Regions from separate parts of the Sus scrofa genome. Here region 2 is linked to region 1. Evidence: chromatin contacts called from public promoter capture Hi-C data. All regions are on one chromosome and are shown on one strand. The core of a region is the stretch at or near the end of the contact, and the rest is flanking DNA. Distances in the headings are between cores, read along the strand shown. Region 1 holds the start of RBM4B (RNA binding motif protein 4B). Region 2 holds the start of RBM14 (RNA binding motif protein 14).

Region 1 (4,728 bases), core at 1,442-3,941:
CATATGCTGCAGGTGTGGCCGTAAAAAGCACACGCACACACACACACACAGAGAGAGAACAGGGAAATAGATGAGGGGACAGGAGTTGGAATGGTACAGTCAGAGCTATGAGGAGGAACAATATAAAAAGAGGAGAAAAGAATGGTGAAAATGAAAATATTAAAAGGGTGAAAACTGCTAAAACACCATTAGTTTTGGTGACCTCAGAAAACTTGCAGAATTGGAGAAAGACCTCAAAAGACAGTGCATGACGGTGAATGACAGACAGCAGGTCCGGACTCTATTTGCAAAGTCTGTGCTGGAACACAGGAAGAAACCCAAGTTAGAAAACAAGCAACGGTGGGAGTTCCGGTCATGGCGCAGTGGAAATGAATCCGACTAGAAACCATGAGGTTGCAGGTTCGCTCCCTGGCCTCGCTCAGTGGGTTAAGGGTCCGGCATTGCCATGAGCTGTGGTGTAGGTCACAGACACGGCTCGGATCTGGCATTGCTGTGGCTGTGGCATGGGCCAGCAGCTGTAGCTCCAGTTAGACCTCCAGCCTGGGAACCTCCATATGCCGCAGGTGCGGCCCTAAAAAGACAAAAGACAAAAAAAAAAAACAAAAAAAAAAACAGTAATGGTGAAGATGACTGTAAACTATTTCAGAAATGGGCAAGGAGGTCCCTACACATGTTTCAAAAGTCTGAGTGTAGAGAGAAACTGGAAATGACCAAGAAGAGAGGGAAAAGGAGAGAGAAATAGAATTAGGTGGGAGACAAACATGAGTGTTATCAGAATTGGAAGAACAGTGCCTCTTCTGAAATTGCCGGAATTTCAAAAAGAATTCAGGGAAAGAAACATAACAAAGTAGTTGGGCAGGAAGAGAGCAGCCTGGAGAATTTGTGCCTGATAGTATCTGAGAGGATATCAAGGAGGAACGGTGACTGACAACCAACCTGGCATGCTCTACCTGCAGATAAGCTCAGGCCATCCATCTCCATAAATGTCTATTCTTTGTTCAAAGCTAACAGCGAGTAATTCACATTAATAACTTCCCTTCTTGCCACCAGGAGGTGCCCTTGGACCACAGCTGAGTTCTGAAAGCGAGGAAGTGCCGGGGAACTCAATTTCCCAGCCCTCCCGCGGCTTGGTGTGCACGTGGGGACGCTGGGCTACCCCTGAAACAAGCACCCTCTCTGGGCCTGCACACCAGGTATTCCTTTGGTGTGCTCGCCAAGGACCAGAAACGCGAATGACACACAATTAGGGCCTAGTTCTCTAGCTAGGGAGGGAAAACTCGCCTTTCAATACATATGACAAACGAAACTTAACTAAGTTAGCCTCTTAGAGCTACTCAGCTCTGCCATTTTTAGTCCTCCGTTTCCTCACCAATGAATAATGTTTGCAATTTAAAAATTTTTAATTATGTTTAAAAACTCTACAAAGAAAGATTAGGTTTGCCTAAAATGTGGCGCGCCCGTATTTCTCAAACGTTCTCCCAAGCGGCCGTAGAGGATGGCCAGGCCTCTGAGAAAACCGCCTTTTAGCGGACCCAGTGAGATAACCCTTTGTCATCAGCCACTGCCCTCCTCCCCCACCCCCATGGCCCAATAGCACGATCCATTGTGATGCTTAGTGACTCTCCCGGGCTTCTGATTTCACCCAGGCAGTGGTTGCGTCCAGAGCCCTTCTGACGCAGGAGCTCCGACCCGCCACCTTCCAGGGTGGTGATTGGCTACCGGGGGGCAGGGGGCGGGCTGACCTCCGCGCCGCAGCGCCGTCACCAGCTGGCCCCGCCCCTGTATCGGGGCGGCTGGGAGCCGAGCCCCGGGCAGCCATTTGTATGCGGCCGCGGGATTGGTCGCCCGGCTCCCGCGAGGGGGAGGGGAGGGAGGCAGCGCGCACTCGCGCGTGCGTGAGCTGGCGCGCGAGAAAGGGCCCGGTCCCGCCGAGGCTCGAGCGGCCGTCGCCATTTTGTAGGGTTCTCTCTGACGCGGGAGCCGCCGCCACCGCCGCCGCCACCCGGAGGTGCGAGGGGTTCTTGTGGGTGTGTGGGGGGCCTGGGAGCGGGCCGGGCCGGGTCTCTGGCGGACGGGGACGGCCTAGGGTTTGCCGTTCTCCTCACACTGCAAGAGGTCCGGGAAGACAACGGGAGGAGGCGGGGCCGGGTCTCCGGAGGGGGCGGGGCAGGGGTCAGGTCGAGTCTTTGTTGGGGCGAAGGAACTGGAGTTGGGCCGCTTGAAGAGGGGTGGTCCTAGTTTGGGGCCAAGGAGGCCTTTTTATTCCTAGAGTATCGTGAAAGGTGATGCTGCACGGAGGAGAGGTACCCAGATTTCCCTCCAAAACCGTTGTTACCAGGGACAGTCAGATAGATGCCTCTTGCTCCCAGCTTGGAGTCTTCTCGTACCTGCTCCCCCAAAAAGAGTTTTTTAAACCAACCCTGTGCTTAGAATGTGCCTCATTTTACAGAGATGTTGGACTATGCAATGCATGCTGACACCCGCTCTGTTTGCACATTACACAGAGCTTACACTACTCTTTCAAAGCAAATCTTTTCCCTCCGCTCTTGGAAGAATAATGAATGTCTATGTGAGGATCTTGAAGATGCCAAGAACTTCGGAGGATTAATCCAAAATGCAGTGTACCGAAAATTTCTCCTCCACTGCTAACTTTTGGAAATTTCGTTTCTTTTCTCCCAGGCTCTTGTCAGGATGGTAAAGCTGTTCATTGGGAACCTGCCCCGGGAGGCCACAGAGCAGGAGATCCGCTCACTGTTCGAGCAGTATGGGAAGGTGCTGGAATGTGACATCATTAAGAACTACGGCTTTGTACACATAGAGGACAAGACGGCGGCCGAGGATGCCATTCGCAACCTGCACCACTACAAGCTGCACGGGGTGAACATCAACGTGGAAGCCAGCAAGAATAAGAGCAAAGCTTCAACCAAGTTGCATGTGGGCAACATCAGTCCTACTTGTACCAACCAAGAGCTTCGGGCCAAATTTGAGGAGTACGGTCCAGTCATCGAATGTGACATCGTGAAAGATTATGCCTTCGTACACATGGAGCGGGCAGAGGATGCGGTGGAGGCCATCAGGGGCCTTGACAACACAGAGTTTCAAGGTGAACTGCCCTGGGGCCTGGGTGGCGAGAGTGAGTGGGGTCTAGTTCTAGACAGAGGCAGAAACACAGGACCATGGGTCTGGTAGGGTGGTGTCTTCCATTCTATTTCGGTTGGAAATAATAGATTGTATGTTTACCACACTTCAGCACAACTTACTCTTGGAGAAGCAAACACTTCTCCTTTTCACCTTTGCCAAGATGTTCCTCAGCAACTTTGTAGAATCTCAAACAGTGGGGGTTACCTTATCCTGCAGCCTTCATTCACTTAAGTGCTGTTGGAGGTTTAATCTGCCTGGGCCAATGAGTACCTCATGGGAGAGGGGAGGACGAAGGCCTGTGGCTTACCTGCTTCTTTTATGATATGATGGAAAGTGTTATATTAGAGAATTTATTTAATTTTTTGGACTGCGGCCACAGCATGTGAAAGTTCCTGGGCCAAGGATCGAACCCACACCACAGCAGTGACAATGCCAGATCCTTAACTTGCTGAAGCACCAGGGAGTTCCTTTTAGTTTTATTTATTTATTTATTTATTTTTTGAGATTTTAAATGGTTAAGATTTATACTCTTTACTGCTTTGAGGTATGAGTTATGGGAAAGGAGAACCGAGACATCTAGAGGTGTTCCTGGTGGTGACTCTGGATTAGCTCTTTGCTCAGATTTGCTCAGTACTGTGAACTATACAAGCAGGTCCAGAGACCATGGCAGGGACTAGACTGTTCCACTTACTGTTATTTAACTCGAAGGGAAAAAAAGAAAATTTCTAAAAATATTAGGTTGAATGGGAGTGATGGTCCTGCTTATGAGATTTGCAGTAAGGCTGCTGTATTATTTATGTTATTAATAAAGGTACATATGTTGTCGTTAATGCCAGGAGGTTGTCTGAAGACTCTAGAACTGTGCTCATGTGGTAGCCACTAGCCCCATGTGACTTTTAAATTGAAATGAAATTTTAAGATTTGGTTTCTCAGTTGTGCTGCACACCTTTCAAGCATTCAGAGTCATATGAGGCTAGCGGTTGCTGTATTAATGCAGATATGGAACATTTCCGTCATCACAGAAAGTTCTGTGCATAGTGCTCTTCTACAAGTTTCTTGTTGACAGCATCATCTTGGACAACAGGTTTACAGCCACTTTTCAGGTTTGTAAATTAAGACCTTTTTTCTCGAGTGCCGCTAAAGGGGTTGTTAACACTTACTCAAGAGTCCTCTACTAAACCTAGAAAACAGAAAAGAAATGGAAAGGAGAAAAAGGTGACCAGAAAAGGGTAAGAAAGTTTACCAGTAGTAGAGATTGCAAATAGTGTGTCAGATATCTCTGCCTCAGCCAGTGGTGCCCTGGCCTTTAGCTACTCTTTAAAGCACAGGCAAAAGTTGTAACTTGTGTAACTTTGGGCAAGTGTCTTAATCTTGCTGTGTTTCATTTCCCCACTTAGAAAGGAGAGTTAATGACCCCTGCCGTACCTCCCTCACAGGATGATAGTGAGCCCAGAATGAGGTGCTAGGCGTGAGAGTGTTTTGACGTGAAAACACTGTATGATGAAAGGTGAGGGGTTCCCTTCATGGCTCAGCCGTTAATGAACCCGACTAGGAACAATGAGGATGTGGGTTCGATCCCTGCCCTCG
Region 2 (4,958 bases), core at 550-3,049, 54 kb after region 1:
GGAAAACAGCTTGCAGTACTAATGCAAAAGAATGAATTACGCCTAGTGGTGGAGACTTTATACTTTACACTTCCCCAGTTACAGAAAGAATAAGGAACAACTTAAAAGATGCGCCTTTCCAGGACAGCAAATGATGTATCTTGATGGAAATGAGTAAGCATCTGCTCTCAAATGTATTTCCTATCCTCAGAACTTCTCACATAGGGTATAAGCAGGTGTGAATCCAACACCAAAAACAAGGGATCAGATACTCACTCCCAGATTACATCCTTTAAGACAGCAAGGCAAAGTTAACTCTGATCTGTTCCAAGTGGAACAGAAACCGGCCATATACACAAGGGCTGTACCTCCAAATCTTGCCAACGAAAAAGAAAAAGAGCTTAGGGGATAAACCCTCAGACTATGAAAAAAGTCAAGAGAGTCCCAAAAAGGAAGTCAGGCCTAAATTATGGTGATACAGTTTTCTTGAAGCAAACTAGGGCTCTCCCCTGACAACTAGACTATTTCAGCCAAGACGACTAGTAAGTTAAGGTCCCATGTCCCCCTCAGCCACAAAGTGTGCTACCTTGCAAAACCACCAAGCTTATAAAAGAAGGACACTGCCCTGGGGCACCAGCTTGGATGCTCAGAAGGAGACTTCACAAAACAAGCCTCCATCCACACGTGAAAGGTCAGGGTTTCCAGTTAAAGTCGATTCCAGAGGAAAAAAAGAACAAGTTTGAGGGAGTTGGAAAGCGCAGAGTTGCCACGCCTAATTCCCCTAACAATACTGAAAGGCCAAAGTGGTTCAGAAGGGGCCCCTCCTGTACCCAGGAGTAACTATACCTATGAATAGACCCAAACCACACAATACTAAAAGATCCCAGCCCCAAAACGTCCAAGGGCCCCGTTACCTTCCGCTCGGGAGCACTCATCGGGAGGGAACACGAGGGTGGGCTTGGGGCGTCAGCCCTCACCTTTTCCCTTTTCCCTTCCTCTGACCGACGTCTGGAGAGGAAGTGGGGAAGTGGCGAAATCTTCCCCGCTCCATGATCCGGCTTCTGCCCGTCACTTCCCAATTTCCGCTCGGTACCAGGCCCAGGAGACCAGTGGAAGGCGCGCCCCCGGTACCCTCCCAAGTCTCTCAGGCGCGTCCCCGGCCCCGCAGCTCGGCTCACAGTGGCCGCCGCACCCACCCAGAGCCGCTTCCTCCCATTTGGTTAATGGTGCCTGGACCGCAAGGGAGGAGGGAGTCTCTACCCAACGCGCCCCCAACACCTCCGGCCATCTCCCCACCGCCAACCGCTCAGTGACCGACCCCCGGGAAAGGGGCGTGGCTAAGAAGCAGAGTGCCCCGAGCGCGCCCGCGCCCCCCCCGCCTCAGCGTTACCTTTCACCACGTCACACTCGATGACGCGTCCGCGGCGCTCGAAGAGGCTGCGCAATTCCTGGCTCGTGCACGCAGCCGACACATTGCCCACGAATATCTTCCAAGTGTTAAGAGGCCGTGGGCGCGACATCTCCACTACGAGCGCGCGCCCCGGCCGCAGCTCGTGGCCGTGCAGGGCCTCGATGGCGCGCAGCGCGCCCGCGTTCTCGCGCATGTGCACGAAGGCGAACTGTTTCATGACGGCGCAGCTCATGACCGTGCCGTAGGGCGCGAAGAGAGCTGCCAGCTCCTCCGGCGTCGTATCCGCCCCATCGACGTTTCCCACGAATATCTTCATTTTGCCGCCGCAGCTGCCCTCCCGGAGAGCCGGGACCTCTCCTCCAGCGACTGGCGAGACGTCCGACCCGCCGGCAGTCCTCCCCAGGAATGGCTGGCGACCGAGAACCCCGCCGCGCAGGCGCTCTTACCTAGCCAATCGGAGCCCACATCCTGTGCGGCCTACAGCCAATCAGAGAGGCTGAAAGAAGATGCTCTTAGGCGCAGCCAATCCCAGAGGACCTGGAGCCCGCTCGTTAGCTGAGGGGGTGGGAGAGGGACGGCGGCGCGCGACCAACCGCCACTGCCGGGGGGGAGGCGGGGGAAAGGGTTAGAGAAGGGAATACGCGCGCTGGGAGCCGCTGAGCGTCGGAGAGGCCTAGTCGGCGTGGTGGCCTCTGACCTGGGTGGGGCCGGGGTTGGCGGGCCCCAAGGAAAAACTTTGTTCAGTCGGAAGTCAGAGCCCCTCCGCGTCTGGCAGCCTAGGCCAAACCCGCGCCTGGAGGTGGCAGTGAGAGTGTCTTCGGGAAGGCCAGGCCTGGCGGGAGAAACCAGTACGAACGCCTTCGGTCAGCACACGGCTCCCGGGAGTGCCGCCAGTGCTGCGCGGTCTGAGGGGACCTGAGAGGCATCTGCCCGGGAGAAACCCTCGTGCCTTTAAATCCGTCTTTGGGAACACATTCCCAGAGGTTGCAGACGGTGGAGACAGTTTAAAAAAAAAAAGAAAAAGAAAATCAGAGCCACCGCTGCCTTTAGGGAATTTCCCAACGAGGAATGACTTCTATCACTCTTGTATATGCTTGAAATTTTCCACAATAAAAAGTTGCATAAAGTAGGAAATGAAGTCGAGAGAAAGGTCCTTGAGGGGGTAAAAGTTGAGACTTTAAATAAAAGAGGGAAAACTTCAAAACTGACATGTATGTAAATAAAAAGATTGGGGAGTTTGGGTCGTGGCTCAGGGGAAATGAATCTGGCTAGCATCCATGAGGACGCAGGTTCCACCCCTGGCCTTGCTCAGTGGGTTAAGGATCTAGCATTGTCGTGAGCTGTGGTGTAGGTCGCAGATGCAGCTCGGATCTGGCATTGCTGTGGCTGTGGTGTAGGCCGGCAGCTGTAGCTCTGATTAGACCCCTAGCCTGGGAACCTCCATGTGCTGAAGGTGCAGCCCTAAAAAGCCACACACACACAAAACCTTTTGCATAGCAGAAGGCATCCAAAAGATAAGAACATGTGATAAACTCAGGGAAATATTTGCTTACAAGTTCAACTTTTCTTGAGCACCTACCCTGTGCGGTAGCACCAAGGATGCAGCAGTGAATTTAAAAAATGTCAAAAACTGGAGTTCCATGGTGGCTCAGCGGGTTAAGGAGCGGATTTTGTCTCTGCTGTTGCTCTGGTTACAGCTGTGGCTTGGGTTTGACCCCTGGCCCAGGTATTTCCACACACCTGCAGGCACGGCCAAAAAAAAGTGACAAAAATCTCGACCTTGGAGCTTGTATTTTGGTGGGGAGAGACAGATAATAATTATCAATTAAGTAAAACATATAGCCTGTTAGTGATAAAGACTTGAAGTAATGAGGGGAGCAAACAACTCATCTTCTGGGGGAATCATCCCAGCCAGAAAGTACATGTCTCAAAGTTCTGGGGCACAGCAGCATGCCTGTCTGTTCAAGGAATCACAAAGAACTGGTACAGCTAGGAGGGGAGCAGATTGAATAATACATCATAAGGTTGAGGAGGAGGTGTAGCCCCTTATGGGCCATTGAAATAACTTTGGATTTCACACCTTTTTATTTATTTATTTTTACTTTTTAGGGCCGCACCCGCAGCATATGGATGTTTCCAGGCTAGGGGGTGGAATCAGAGCTACAGCTGTCAACCTACACCACAGCTCACAGCAACACTGGATCCCCAGCCCACTGAGCAAGGCTGGGGATCAAACCTGCATCCTCATGGATACTAGGCAGATTTGTTTCCACTGCACCGCAACCGCAACTCCGGCTTTCACTCTTAATGAGTAGTATAGAGAGCAGAGATATTCATCGGATGTGACTTATCTTTCATAGTTTTATTAGTATCATTCTGGCTGCTAGTGAAATGGACAAAAACAAAGAGAAAATAGTCCTTTGCTCAGAACAATTATCACTACTGCAAAAATCCAGCAGGGAGGTGATGGTGACATGGATCTGGATGGCCGCAGTAGAATCCAGGGGAAGTGTTCAGATTTGGATATAGTTTTAGGGCAGAGCCAACACAGTGTGTGATCAGATGTGAGTTGTGAGAAAAAGAAGTTAAAGATGACACCAGGCAGGTGGAAGCACCTAGTTGCCGTTAACTGAGATGGGGAATGTGATGGATGCCAGAAATTCTTTTTTTTTTTTTTGTCTTTTTTTGCTATTTCTTGGGCCGCTCGCGTGGCATATGGAGGTTCCCAGGCTAGGGGTCAAATCGGAGCTGTAGCCACCGGCCTACGCCAGAGCCACAGCAACGCGGGATCCGAGCCGCGTCTGCAACCTACACCACAGCTCACAGCAACGCCGGATCGTTAACCCACTGAGCAGGGGCAGGGACCGAACCGGCAACCTCATGGTTCCTAGTCGGATTCGTTAACCACTGCGCCACGACGGGAACTCCCCGGATGCCAGAAATTCTATTTTAGACCTAATAAATTTGAGATGCCTCTCCAAGTGGAGATACCAATGGACAATTAGCTCTGTATCTGGAGTTCAGGGCAGAGGTCTGGGCTGAAGATACAAGTGTGGGAGTCTAAAGAGTTAATATCTATACTATACAAAGAACTCCTACAAACTGACAGGGAAAAAAGGTGAGATAAATGGGCCGAGAATGCTAGCTGGCAGTTTTATAGGTAAAGAAGTACAACTGGCCAATAAATAAGAAACTTCATTGCTAGTCAGGGAAATACAATTTCCTGGGAAAAGGAGAATATTTTCACCCCTCAGATTAGCAAAAAATCAAAAGATTTTGATTTTTTTTAACCACCATCTTTTGATGGTAAAGGTGAGGAAAGCTAACTCATACATTGTGATGATATTGTGAACTCTGTGTCCTTCTTGGTAAGTATATTGGCAATAGCAAAATTTTAAACGTAGTGAGTCTTTAATATAGTAATCTCACTTTGAAGAGCTAGTCTTTAAAAAAAAAACTCATCAGGAGTTCCCGTCGTGGCGCAGTGGTTAACGAATCCGACTAGGAACCATGAGGTTGCCGGTTCGGTCCCTGCCCCTGCTCAGTGGGTTAACGATCTGGCGTTGCC

The links. Promoter capture Hi-C pulls out the DNA fragments that hold promoters and counts their contacts.
Region 2: a contact with region 1 is called in a promoter capture Hi-C map of liver, with 6 times the contacts expected there. The contact joins the promoter of RBM14 here to the promoter of RBM4B in region 1. A contact is called at or near these places in 3 of 5 promoter capture datasets (fetal liver, fetal skeletal muscle and liver), 13 of 47 Hi-C or Micro-C datasets (adipose tissue, alveolar macrophages, blood and 8 more) and 2 of 2 datasets of contacts at active chromatin or transcription factors (alveolar macrophages and skeletal muscle).

The regions. Positions count from the first base shown.
Region 1 is chr2:5,743,583-5,748,310 of Sscrofa11.1, forward strand. It overlaps RBM4B (RNA binding motif protein 4B), which reads left to right and starts at 2,692. Exons shown (of 2, transcript NM_001123188.1): 1 at 2,692-3,103. The coding sequence starts at 2,692.
Region 2 is chr2:5,798,959-5,803,916 of Sscrofa11.1, forward strand. RBM14 (RNA binding motif protein 14) reads right to left here and starts at 1,800. Exons shown (of 3, transcript NM_001244221.1): 1 at 1,370-1,800. The coding sequence starts at 1,706.